Regions from separate parts of the Columba livia genome. Here region 1 is linked to region 2. Evidence: chromatin contacts called from public Hi-C data. All regions are on one chromosome and are shown on one strand. The core of a region is the stretch at or near the end of the contact, and the rest is flanking DNA. Distances in the headings are between cores, read along the strand shown.

The links. A called contact is a pair of places that touch in the nucleus more often than the background predicts.
Region 1: a Hi-C map of crop shows a contact between it and region 2, with 3 times the contacts expected there. The contact joins the promoter of GDAP1L1 here to the enhancer-like site in region 2. A contact is called at or near these places in 2 of 2 Hi-C or Micro-C datasets (crop and liver).

Annotation. Positions count from the first base shown.
Region 1 is chr16:5,130,285-5,136,735 of bColLiv1.pat.W.v2, forward strand. GDAP1L1 (ganglioside induced differentiation associated protein 1 like 1) reads right to left here and starts at 4,806. Exons shown (of 6, transcript XM_065031980.1): 1 at 4,134-4,806; 2 at 1,376-1,568. The coding sequence starts at 4,313.
Region 2 is chr16:4,988,889-4,995,215 of bColLiv1.pat.W.v2, forward strand. It overlaps PKIG (cAMP-dependent protein kinase inhibitor gamma), which reads right to left. Exons shown (of 5, transcript XM_065031976.1): 3 at 5,309-5,461; 4 at 1,695-1,870; 5 at 1-575. The coding sequence starts at 5,421. The coding sequence ends at 496. Among named protein-coding and RNA genes, the nearest start is that of PKIG, 13 kb to the right of the region's middle. Within about 2 kb of position 2,198, at least 1 of the 3 cell types and tissues checked has an H3K27ac peak away from gene starts, as active enhancers do.

The DNA of each region.
Region 1 (6,451 bases), core at 3,556-6,055, 140 kb after region 2:
CCACTCCCTGGAAGCCACTGCCGGGATGGGGTCCTCCTGACCCACCCCATCCCCACCGCCCTACCGGGGAGTGAGCATCGCGTCTCTGCTGAGCAGCACTCCTGATGGGGCCGGGAGAGGACAACAGCTGAGCTGGCAAGACGCCCTTGCTTTGGGAGCTATTTTGAGATGTTTTGATGTCTCTGTTGCAAGGGGGTTGGATGCTGGGGTGAACATCGTGATGGCACAGCCTGAGCTCTCCACTCAGCTTTGAAGCCTCCCCAGCAGAGCATCCCAGCCTGACAGCCCGCAAGTCTGGGGGACATGAGGGTGAAGGGACGCGAGATGTCAGTAGCAGCTCTTTGCCACAGCAGCCATGCAAACAGCCGCCTTCGAGTGCCGTCTCAGCATCCTGGTGTGCTGAGCTCGACCAGCCGCTGACTGCAGCCCGGCTCCAGGGGAAATACAGCTTCCCTCTCCTGGCTGTCCCTTCCTCTGGCTTTGGGTCACATCATCCTCCCATGGTCCTCAGCAACGCTGGCTTTCTTTCACTCTAAAGAGGTGTTCTTTTCTGAGGCACAGTGGCACGGGGTGGGGGACAGTGGGGTCCCCTGCCCATGGCTGGTGGCTCTGGGCTCATTGAGGAAGGGAACGGGGGCAGCAGCACCCAGCTCAAACCCACCTTCCCTTGTGGAGCCACTTATGGGAGTTACTGGGGTTTTTGCACTTGAGGCCCAAGTAGAAAGGTGGCCAAACCTGAAGTATGTCCATGGGCTATGCCCATGGTGACATGTCTGGTGGCTCTGGTGACATGTCACTACACACCATGGGGATGGGAGAAAACAGAGTCGAGTTTGGGAGGGTGGCCTCCAAAGCAGAAAAAGAAAGGACCTAGTTACACCCCCCCCAGGTTCCCCTAGGAGCACTTCTAAGGGACATTTGAGGATTTCTGAGGGGAAACCTTCATTTTCATGGAAAAATGTTAAAGTTTGGTGTGGGCTCGTGGCTTGATGCTCTTCTGGGATAAAGCTGAAACTTTAAAGGACAAAGTGGGTGAATTTAGCAAACAGCATCTGGATTAGACCCAAATTTACCCCATGATAGACCTCACAGTATCACAGTATGTTTGGGATTGGAAGGGACCTCAAAAGATCATCTAGTCCAATCCCCCTGCTGGAGCAGGAACGCCCAGGTGAGGTCACACAGGAACATGTCCAGGTGGGTTTGAATGTCTCCAGAGAAGGAGACTCCACAACCCCCTGGGCAGCCTGTTCAGTGCTCTGTCACCCTTACTGAGAAGAAGTTTTTTCTCAAATTTAAGCGGAACCTCTTGTGTTCCAGCTTGATCCCATTACCCCTTGTCCTATCATTGTTTGCCACCTCACCCCCCTCTTACCTCCTGTGAAGTTCTTCTCCATGTAGTCAATGATCTGGTTGTAATCGCTGATGATGTTGTCCCTGTGGATGATGACGGGCACCTCCTCCCCCAGGTTGAGGCGCATGAACCAGGGCTCCTTGTGCTCCATCAGGGGCATGCTGACGTCCCGCTCCTCGCAGGGCAGCCCCTTCTCCGCGATCACCAGCCGCACCTGGGACAAGAGACGGGGAGAAAAGGCTCAGCCCCATGCACCGGTCTGACCCCGAGAGCCACACCACCATCACCCCATCGCACCTCCCTGGCCCTCCCCTGCTTCAGCACAGCGATGTGCCATGACACGCACTCATCCTGCAAGCAGCCAAGCAGCCCCTGGCGTGGGGCAACCACAAAATCCAGGCAGCCAAGTGAGGATTTCCCTTCCTAGCACATGGGGGAGAACCAAACCCATCCTAACTTTGTGGGATCATGGACCATCCTCCCTCTGGTAGCTGGTGGCCCCTGTGACAGGCAGAGGGGCTGGAGGGCTGAGAGGCCAGCCCTTGGCAGCAGGTGGAGGGAGGCAGCAGCTCCCCAGCTGGGGAGGATCAGGGATGCTGATATGGGTCCCAGCACACACCTGGGGAGGAAGAGGAGGAAGCAGAGGCTGCAGCAATGCTATGCTTTACACCCAGTAGGTGCTACTGCCTGGCTGAAAGAAGCTTGGGTGCTAACTCAGGTATGTCCTGCACTTGGGGGTGTTCTCTGGCTTTACCAGCTGTGCTTTGAGCAGGGAGAATGCTCCCTTTTGTGTAGGGTTTCAAGCAGCCTGCATGGCATCCCTCCTGCTCCATGCGGCCACTGACCCAGGGGCATTGCTTCAGATGGTGCTGAATGTGCACTCAGGGGTTGCATTTTAGGCCTCTGGGTTATAAAAACCTGACTGTTGTGAACTAAGTGTGTCAAATAGGAAAAAAAAAAAAAAAACAAAACCAAAAACCAAACCCTTGGTGGGATTGTCAGGCAGCCGCATTTTACAGAACTGCTGAATGAGGGAAAAGTGCTTGTTTTTCTCCAACTAACAGCAGCTAAAAATATAGCTTAACAAATATAAGCATTTCTATGAGTACTTCAGAGTTTCTGGGGAATTAGTCATTAATTATTTACAGGGCTGGCAAATTAATTTTTTCTTTTAAAGTCAAACAAGGAAAATCCTGGCTCCCATAGCTGCAACTTGCTCTTGGCCTTTTCCTCCCAGCTGATGGATAAACCCCAGGCAGGACCAGCCAGGGCATCTGTCCCCAAACTCTCCGAGTGTCCCTGTTTTGTTACCAAGAGCTGAGGCCGAAGGCCTGGCAGGAGGACTCAGCTTCTGGGGTAACCCTGGTGCCGGTGGGTGAGGGGAGCCCCTGCCAGCACCCCAAGGATGGGTCCTAGCCAGGGACAACGAAACATGCTTGGGCCCCTCAAATGGTCCCTGCAGTGCCGGCACGGCTGCAATGAGGCATCTTGTGCATAACCCAATGCTGGCTGTAAAACTCCAAAAACCCTTTGCAGGGAGGGCCAGATCCTGGCTGGGGCTTGGGATCATTCCCACAAACAGCCCCAGCACCGTGGGGGTTGGTTCTGAGCAGCTGAGCAGGAAAAGCTTCACCTGCAACTGGCTCTGTGCAAAACTCCTCTGCAGGGGGGTCCTGTGCAACCCCTGCCATTCCCCACCCTGTCCTGTCATCACACCAGCTTGGTCTCCATCACCTTCCAGTAAATGCTCTTTCCTTGCAAGTGACCCCAAAACCGAAGCTGGAAGCAGCGCCGGGGGCAGTGGCTCCAAGTGTGCCCTGCTCTGTCCCCAGCCTCGCAGAAGTGAGGCTGGTTGTAGGAAACCCCGTACCAGAGGCTGAACTGCTGCCTCCCTGCTGCTTGGTGGCCAAACAAGCAAGACAAACAAATGACAGAAAGCCCAGCACAAGGTGGGGAAAGGGGCGCGAGCATCCCTCGCCGGTGCAGATCAGAATCCCGTTAGTCACCTGCTACCAGCAGAGACCATGTGCAGCCACCCTGCTGCATTGGGCACCCTCCTGGTTCTTTGTGCCTGTGAGCAGGGACAAACATCTGTCCCTGGCCTCCTTGATGGGCTCACGGGAACCCTTGCACTGGACAGATTTCATGTTCCCCGCCACCCCTCCCAACAGCCCATTCCCCATGTCAGATTTATGGTGTGGGAATAACAGGGGGGTTGGGGCTGGGAGGAGAAGGTCAGGTTTGTTACACATGTGCTGTGCTGCAAAATGAGCATTTACTAGTGCCCAGAAAATGGGATTTCTCACTAAGGCAGCCCAGAAATAGGATTTCCAGGGTGCTGCTGCAATGTCAGGGGTAAACTGCTGCGTGCCAGGGTCCGCTCCATGGAAGGAGCCCGGTTTGGGGGCTGCCCCCCCCATCCCGGCAGCAGAGTGGTCCCGGGCCTGGCTCAGCCTTTGTCTGCACTCCCGGCCATGCCGGAGCGGGGCTGTGAGCCAGCACAAAGCCTTGGCGGCTGCCGGTGCAAGCCATCATCCCAAAGCAAAAGCAGGATTTGGCTGAGCCCCCCCTTATCTCCATCCCCTCCCCAGGCGGATGCTGTTAAAACGCAGAGCCCCAGGTACAAAGAGCTGCCCGGCCACACACTACTGCCCTCGCCAGCCCTGGGGACCAGCCCCTTGCTACCCCAAGAGTGCATCCGTCCCCCCGACAAGGGGATGCCCTGGGGACTGGAGGTGATTCTTCCCTGGGAAACCGGCCGGGTGATTATTATTTTTACCTTTTGTGAGCTGAAGGACTGCGTCCAGTGATACAAAACCAGTCTGTCCTGGGATTTGAGAGCGGGGTCTGTCGGGTCCTGGTTTTCCTCCCCCTCCGTGGATTTCCCTGCATCGTTCTCCAGCGCTGAGATGGGCCACCAGCTGCAGTTGGTGGGAGTAACATTATTGGGAGTCGCCATGACAGCCTGTGAGCGAGCGGGGAGAGGGACGAGGCAGCGAGCGGCGCTAGCCCAGCATCACATGGGCTCCTGCCAGCAGCATCACTCCCGGGGCAGCTCCATCCATCTCCCGGGCCGGGGTGGGCAGCGCGGGGCGGTGGGTGACGGGGGTCACGGGAGAGGATGGCGGCCGTGGTGACGGTGCCGTGGGTGAAATCGCAGCCCGTCCCCACTCGTGGCGGGGCTCCCACGGAAACGTGCAGGCATCGCTTCAATAGGCGAGTCTGCAGCGGAGGCTCCTGCTGCCTGCCTGCCTGCTCAGCAATCCGGGGCAGCTCCAACCCCTGCGGCTCCCTAGGAATATTTTGCAGCAGAGATGACGATTTTATTTTGAGTGGCTTAGATATGGCACATATATAACAAATAAGCTACGTTGGTGGATTGTGGCTTTACAATGTCTAGCAGGTGTCTTGCCTGCCTTGCAGCCTTAGTGGAGAGGAGCAGAAATGGCTCTTTAAAAGTATCTGGAGATTTTGTTTTTAGAGCACAGATTAATGACTGCCTCATGGTTGTTGTGCAGCCTGTACCGGGGTAAAGCCCAGGAACTCTTGGTGTGTACCAGAGCCCCGGGATGCCAGGCCAAACCGGACGAGCCCTCCTGCACCAAAGCAGGCAGGGCTGGGGGTCATTTCCAGAATTAGCAAGGTGTGTTGCAATCGCAAACCAGCTGGATTTCCACTGCTCAGAATGTGCTGAGGCTTCTGTAGCTGCTGCTCTCTGGATGCTACGAACATCACCCAGAGGTTTGCAGGTAAATGCCTATAGGCAGCTGACACATTTCTAAATGTAGTGACCTGGACACATGAGCCTTATGACAGTTGGTTTCATCACACTCCATCTCTGGAAATCTGGCAGCCTGGAGATAATTTCCCATACATGGGACCAGTTGCCAGTTCTAGGAGGTAAAACCAGCCTGGTTTGGGGGTCATAGGGGCAAGTTGTGGAGAAGACAGAGGAGAGAGCTCTGCAGTCTTGGGCTTGGGGCTGTGAGATGGTTCTGGGTGCAAATGTGGCTCCTCCATGCAGTGCTCCCATCTGCACCTGCGCTGGAGCCGATGAGGTTGTCGTAGATATGGAGGGAAACAGGAGGGTTTGGAAGAGCTGGTTCAAGTGGGGAAACTGAGGCACACTTTGAGTGCTGGGAGGGATCAGGGCCAAACTGGTACCTGGCTGCAGGGACATAGTGAAAGGAGCGATTTTCTGAGGGTTGGGAGATGAAAATGAATCCTTTGGTGCTGTGATGTCCTGCTCCCGAGGACATGCAGGGGTGCGATGGTGGGGGAGTGAGGCTGGGAACCTTCTCCTCTGCAGGCAGCAGCCCCCAAAACCATCCTCCCTCCCCAGTCCAGGGCTTCGCTAGCACTGCTGGAGACCCCGCACTGGCCTTGGGAACACCCGCAGGGGAAGGCTCTTGCTTGGCCTTTGCTTTGGGGCTGCACTGTCAGGGTGGGGGCCTGTGCTGCTGCAAACTGAGAGCAAACGGGGCTTTGATAGAAGCGCTGGTTCCATTGCTTGGTGCTGTCCTGCCCTGTGCTGCAGCCTCTGCTCCTGCCCACGCTGTGCAGGAGAGCCTGCGCTCCCCAAGAAGCATCTTTGGAGGCTCCTTTCACTTGAATAGGACACCTTTGGGTTTAGGAAAGGAGCGGTTTGACCAAGCAAAAGCAGTTCTCTCCTGTGGATTGCTGTCTAGAAGGCCCCATCTAGTGGTATATTTTGTGATGAATTAATGTTGCGCCGCTGGGAATAAAAAATGACAAGTTGCTGCGTCCCTCTGAGTCCTGCAGGTATGGGTCGTCTCTGGAAGTGCTTATTTATTTAGTTGGGTTTGGGCTTGCCAAACTGAGCAAAGCTTGAGGGGCAGGAGTGGTGCCAGTCCCCTTTAGGGGTGTCCTGACCTTGCGTGACCTTGATCATCCCCAGCTCTTGTCCCCAGCTTTCCTGCCTGTGGAAGGGGACGATGCTGGGCTGCCCCATGGGATGCCGTGCAGCTGGACCCGGTGGCATCAGCAGAGCCCTGGCAGAGGGTGCCATCGGGGCAGGATTGTGGGTGCTGGCACTTTGGGAATAAGCAATCTGTGGCGTCTCGTCTCAGAACTGAT
Region 2 (6,327 bases), core at 948-3,447:
CCTCCCTGCTGCCCACCCTGACAAGAAGCCACATGGATGGTCCAGAGGCCAAGTCAGGTCTAAGATGTGGATGAGGGTGAGGCTTAGAAGAACCAATAATCTAAATTTCTAATCTATGGAAACAGAATAAATAATAGTCTAAATTTGTGAAGGAGGAAGGTACCTTGGACAGGAAAGTCTGATGTGTCTATTATTACTGAAATTGGCTTTTCCCCAAGGGGAAAATTGCAGCTAAGGCATCTTGAGAATGGCTCATATCACTGCAACCATGGCAGTGTTGCTCTAAATCATTAGGGATGGGAGCAGAAGTCTTTTGGAGGTGCCAGTCCTTGCACAGCATCTCGTGGCTCTCTAAACAAAAATGGTTGCAGCAGAGGCATTTGACAGACAACTTGCTGTCCCACATTGGCTTTTATCTGCAGATTAAATAGCAAATTCTTGTTCCAGGCTCACAGCAAGGCCCTCCTCCCATCCCATCCCCTCCCCTGCACACTGTCATGGGGAGGGACTGTCTTCTTGCTCATTTGGACTTGCTCCAGGGTTGTTCTCAGAAGAAGCGGCATCTCCTTGGGTTTCTGCTGAGGGAGGATCGGGAAGAAAGCACAGTTGGTTACACTGCTGAGAACACAAGTGACCAGTAATTGCTACAGCTGGTTATATTCAGATTGCCATCTGAGGACCTATCGCTACCTTCCTGCAGCCATGCATTTTGCTTAGAAGTATTGGGTTCCCTCCCTTCACATTCCTGGAGTACAAAGGCTTCTTGACACCTGGTGATGCTGGGAGGGAGCCTTGGGGCAGGGACGTGCTCTCCTCGTCCAACCCGTAACAGCATCTTGCAAGTGCTCCAGGAATGTCTGCCCAACAGCCTGGCAGCTATCTGGCAGCTACTTTTATCTCAGAAAAGCTCTGATTTATGCTTTTTATGGACAGGTGGATGGGCATATGCTAGTATGGACACATTGGGGTAACGTGTTTTAAAGTATTTTTCGTAGTTACAGATTGTAGTTTGGAGGAGTAAAAGAGAAAGGACAAAAAATGAGCTTATCTCCTGCAGTGGTGCTGTATGTTTTGTGGCTTATTAGTGAAATCAGTCTGGCTGGTTTGCTTGGGCTCTGGATGGCGGATTTATGCTGGTTGTAGTCAGCTGGTCAGTGTGAATTGAGCATGGTGATACTGCTGCTGTGTTTGGGCTATGGGGGAAGATTCAGAGATCGCTAGTGGTGTTTAAAATTATTTCTGTTGTTATTTTAAACACTGTAGAACTATTTGAAGGCTGATTTGTCTTTAAAAATCCCAAAACCAGCCAACAAAGAAAAAGCTAACTGTAACCTGCCCCACATTTGGGTTTTTTATAAAGCCTAAGATGTGACTGATTTGTAATTCACTCTTGGTCAGTCTATCTCTTGTTTGAGCACTCATGCCTCTACAAAACCACCAAGCAAAAGGCCTCGACTGCATTGTGCAGTGAACCCCAGGACCATCCTATTTGTTGCAAAAGCCCCTCAGCCCGGGGAGTCTCCCACTCGCTGAGCACCCACCAAGCACGAAGGCGCTGACTGCAGCGAGGAATGGGACGTTCCTCCTGAGCACCTGTGATGCTCCAAGGGACGCACCAGTCGGCTGCGCTGCCATTTCGTGCCTTGCCCTTCCAGCACCAGGAACCGGGCTTACTGGTGTGTGCAGCAGCTCACCTGGTCCTTCCACAGAGAGGTTACCTATGTCCCCGGTCAGCTTACGCATGCTGATGGTGGTTGCCTCTTGCTGGATGTCGTAGACAGCGTTCCTCCGGCCAGCCCGATCAGAGGAAATAAAGTCAGTGTAGGTGCTGGACTCTACCTCCATTGCATCTCTATATGTCTGCAAAATGCTGTGGAGAAAACACAGCTGTGAGATCAAGGCTGCTCAGCAAGGCTCGAGTCATGGCCCCCTCTGGGTTAGGTTACTCCGTGGAGTTAAATTACAGCATGAAAAAATAGTCCCTGTAACTCTGCTCCGGTTCCTCGAACAGGAGCTGCTGAAATTTCAGATATCAACCCCATCTCGTGAGGCGAGTGGGTGACCCATCATGTAGGGTGACCCCCCATGCCAGGTGACCGAATGTGTCGGGTGACCCACTGTGTTGGATGACCCACTGTTTTGGGTGACCCACCGTGCCAGCTGAGGGCAGGTAAGCAGGAAGGATCCATCCCAGCTGCCTCACCAGCCCTTGCTCTGCCACCCCATTGCAAAGCAAGGCATTCGCCTCTCCTTTTGAGTTTCTGGCGTTCTTTAGGAGCTGCAAGGTCGCTTGTAGCAGCTGCTTCCTACAAAAGAAAAGCGCTTACAGAAAAAGCCCTCCTTTCTCCTCAAAATGCCACAAGAGCTTTGAACAGAGGCCAAGTTTGCCTCGCTGCACGGGGGATGGGGTGCCGATCCAACCTGAATTTGTAATAGGAAATGATCAGGCCCCCATGGATACACGCTGGAGAAGGCGGGGAGCAGGGGAGTGTGTTACAGGTCTTTGGATCAGTACTGGCCTCCACTGGCTGTTGGATGTCACTGAACAAGGGTTGGGCTGGACGGCTTTGAGGTAAGCACTTTTAACACGTGAAAATCCGCCCTTTTGTAAGACGTTTGGATCCCTTCATTCCAGGTTTGTGTTTGTGCCAAGCGCAGAGCACAAAGAAAAGCTCAGAATGGCCACTCTCACCCGCAAGTACCACTATGAGCCAGCTCTTAGGTCAGCCTGGTGAGTCCTTCAGCTGTTGGTTTTTCATTTTAACTGATGGTTTAAATTGCCAGCATTGAGTCCAGAGACCTCAGCAGCTCAGGGGATGTATCATAGGTGTCTTGGCTCCTGGGCATAGAGCTGGTGAGCACAAGCTGCCTCTGTGCTGGAAACCTGGTGCCCTTGGGTTCTGCTCCTGTTTACTCAGTTTGGCACTTAGTTTATTTTTCTGTGCAGAAATTAGAGATTAATAGTTGTCTTATCTGCGGTTTTGCCCGCTGTAAAAAATGCCTCTAGCCCTGCTGGTGTTGTCAATACTTGAAGGAGGTTCTGATTAGAAATGCTGGTGTCTAATGTAAAATAAAAATATCCCGCTGCTTGTTATTCACTCGAGGTTAATGTCCCACTGAGCATCCATCATTCCTCGACAGGTCCTCCTCGCAGCTTAGGGGCTGCTGCTGACCTGTAGATGCCAGAGAGATGTCACCCGGATCTGGGAGGCTTCCCTAAGGGCTGGGGTCCATCTCCACAAGCTGTGATGTGAGGCCAGTCCAGATCTGATATGATCAGCAGTCCTCCTGCCCTTGCACCGGGAGCTGGTTTGCAGAATGGACTCCACAAACCAGGGAGCAAGAGCCGACCAGCCCCCGGGATGCAGCATTTTCCCTTGATGTCCCTTGGTGTGCTCAGCTGCAGCAGCGCTCTGCCCAGCGACTGAATGCCCCATGGCATGGGGAAAGGATGGGATCCGGATTTAGAACAGCAGCAGGAGCCAAGTGTGCAGAAACGGGCAGGTTTGGGTCCCAGCTCGATGGCCGGGAGGTGGCGTGTGTGATTTATTTATTTTCCTTGGCTGGGAAGATTCCTGCCTTAAGCTCTCCATGGAAAGAGCTGGAGAGAGGCAGATTTATGAGCAAAGCTTTCAAATTCGTGCAGTTCCTTCAGGCTTTTGAAGGTGGGCGGCTCTCAGAAGCCTTGCAGGCAGATCCCTCCCCGCTGGCAGAGACACTCCAGCCTCTGCCTCCGGGCAGCTGTTGGACCGAGGAGATGATGGCATGGGGTCCCCTCAGTTCTTGGTAGAAAAACCTGACTTTTAAAGAGCATTTTCACTTTTCCAGGCAGGTGCAAAACAGTTCAGGGCGTTCTTAGTCAGTGGAAACATATTTTAACATCTGCCAGGGGCAAGAGAGGAATCACCTTCCCTCTTGCCCACGTAGTTCAACCTGAAACTGCGTCACCATGGACAGTCATTTAGCGGTGGCAGGGGGTGACAAGGGAGGGTTCATCACTCACCAGATCCCCATCTTTGGTGTTTCATACTCCCCTGGGCCAGTGGGAGGGGCTGATGTGCCAGCTCTTGCCAGGCGTTGCAGAAATAAGCCCGCAGCACAGCACACGATACACCGCGCAAGGGTTTCCAGGGCGCTTCAGAGATGATTCAACTTGTCCCCAGAGGGTCATTTGCTGCCTCCCTGCCCTCCTTGCTGCTGATGGGAACAGGAACGGTCCCTGCGCCCTTGGCACAGCGTGCCAGCCCGTGGGGACAGGGCAGAGGATGCATGGCGCGGTGACAAAAGCCACAGCCAGGGGACTGGGACCTGCTGCCCGTTGCACATTCCTGAAAAGCTTCTCTGTGCTGCTTGGAGGGAGACTGTCCCCTCTCCACCATGGGAACACAGTGCTACCTGTCCCAGGGCAGCTGGCCACAAGCGAGGAAACCCCTTGCAAGCTGCCACAGACACCAGACACATCCCCTGCGCCACCTCTGCTCCCCTGACGGCTGAAATAAACTCTGCCAAACCTGCCATTTGGCCCGCTCTTATTTTTCCAGTGTCTTGCAAGGACTAAAAAATCTGGAGCTGTCATAGTCTTGGCTTTACTGGCATGGACTGGGCTCCCAGAGCCGTTTTGCGGTGGGACCGCAGCTGGGCTTGCTGGCACTTTCCGTGGACATCACCCAGCAGCTGCTGGAGCAGCTGGCTGTCCTCTGGGGAGCTGTGGCTCCGCACAGCGGGGCTGAATTGTACCCTTTTAGAAGGTGGTTGCTAGGGAATGAAAGGGTTAAACGTTTCTTCTGCCTTTGGTAGAAGAAACTGTGGCATTTCTTTTGGGCCAGCTCAGTATCCCTTTCAGTCCCACTGGCAAGCCAGCAGTTAATTGCCATTTTCCCCCTTGCCCGTTTCTCCACAGCACAGATCCCAGGGCCTGTGAGCAGTTACTGCAAATGATATGAGAGTGGCAGAGAAATGACGTGGAAATGGTAGGGGTGGGTTAAACTCCAGCCGCAGAGTTAAAGTCTTGCCTTGCAGAGCAAACACAAGCCCTGCGAGTGAACCAGGGTGTCACTGCGAGGGATGGGATGGATGTCACAGTCACACCCAGCCCTGGCTTCGAGTTTCAAGGAAACCCTTCAAAGGATATTGCATCTGTCCCTTGTGTAGGTTAAACTGTCAGGTCTTTATGGCTAAGAAGGGCTATTTTTGGACTTGGCACTGATGCTGGCTATCAGCAGGCTGTGCTGAATTGAGTCAGCTTTGTTGCTTTCCGCTCTGCCTCGCTTACCTCGAGCCTTCCTTACTATTTTCCTCTGCACCTAACCTGTCTTTGCAGTGAGAGCAAAGGGCCTGTCGGTCAGAGTGAGTCCTGTTGATCTGTGCAGGGCAGCTGTGGCACTTTGGGGCATGGGGCTGCTCAGGCTCCTTCTTAGCCATCCTTGGGGCTGAGGGTGTCCAACAGAGCAGAGCTGGGCTGCTGTAAGGAAGGAGGTTCCAAGGTTAAAGAGAGCGAAGCTGAAGGCCTGCTTAGCTAAGGCTGAATGCCAGCCTGCTTTTCATAGAATAGAATGGTTTTGTTTGGAAGGGCACCTGAAGATTATCGAGTCCAAGCATAATCTGTCACTAAACCGTGTCCCCAAACAGCACATCACGGCATCTCGTAAACCCCTCCAGGGCTGGTGACTCCAGCACTGCCCTGGGCAGCCTTTTCCAATGCCCAGACAGCTCTTTCCGGGAAGAAGTCGTTCCCAATATCCAATCTAAACCTGCCCTGGCGTGAGTTGAGGCCATTTCCTCTCATCCTATAGCTTGTTACTTGGGAGAAGAGACCAACCCCCTCCATGCTACAACCTCCTTTCAGGTAGTTGTATAAAGTGAGGTCTCCCCTCAGCCTCGTTTTCTCCAGGCTGAACCCCCCAGGTCCCTCAGTCACTCCCCATCAGACTTGTTACCCAGACCCTTCACCATTTTCTTTAGACACCTCCCCGTTCCTCGGGGCCAGGCAGGAGCAGGAGCAGTTGCTCGGCCAGCCGTGCTGTCCCCCGGGCCACCCCTGGAGCAAAGCCCTGTCCCTCAGCCACCTCTGTGGCCACAGAGTCAGCCCCTGAGGACAGGGACACCCAGCTCCCTGGGGCACGAGCCCTGACAGACTCACGTCCTGTGCTGCTGCTGCCCAGCTGTGGCCCCACTCCTGTTGCCAGCGGCAGTTGGAACCAACAGCTGCGGGTCCCAGTTGGAGACGGCTCCCCAGTCCTGCAGCCCGGCTGGGACATGCTCTCCTGCCTTCTTGGTGTCACACTAGAGGATCTAATGCTCTCTAACTTCTCGATTCATAAAGCCAGG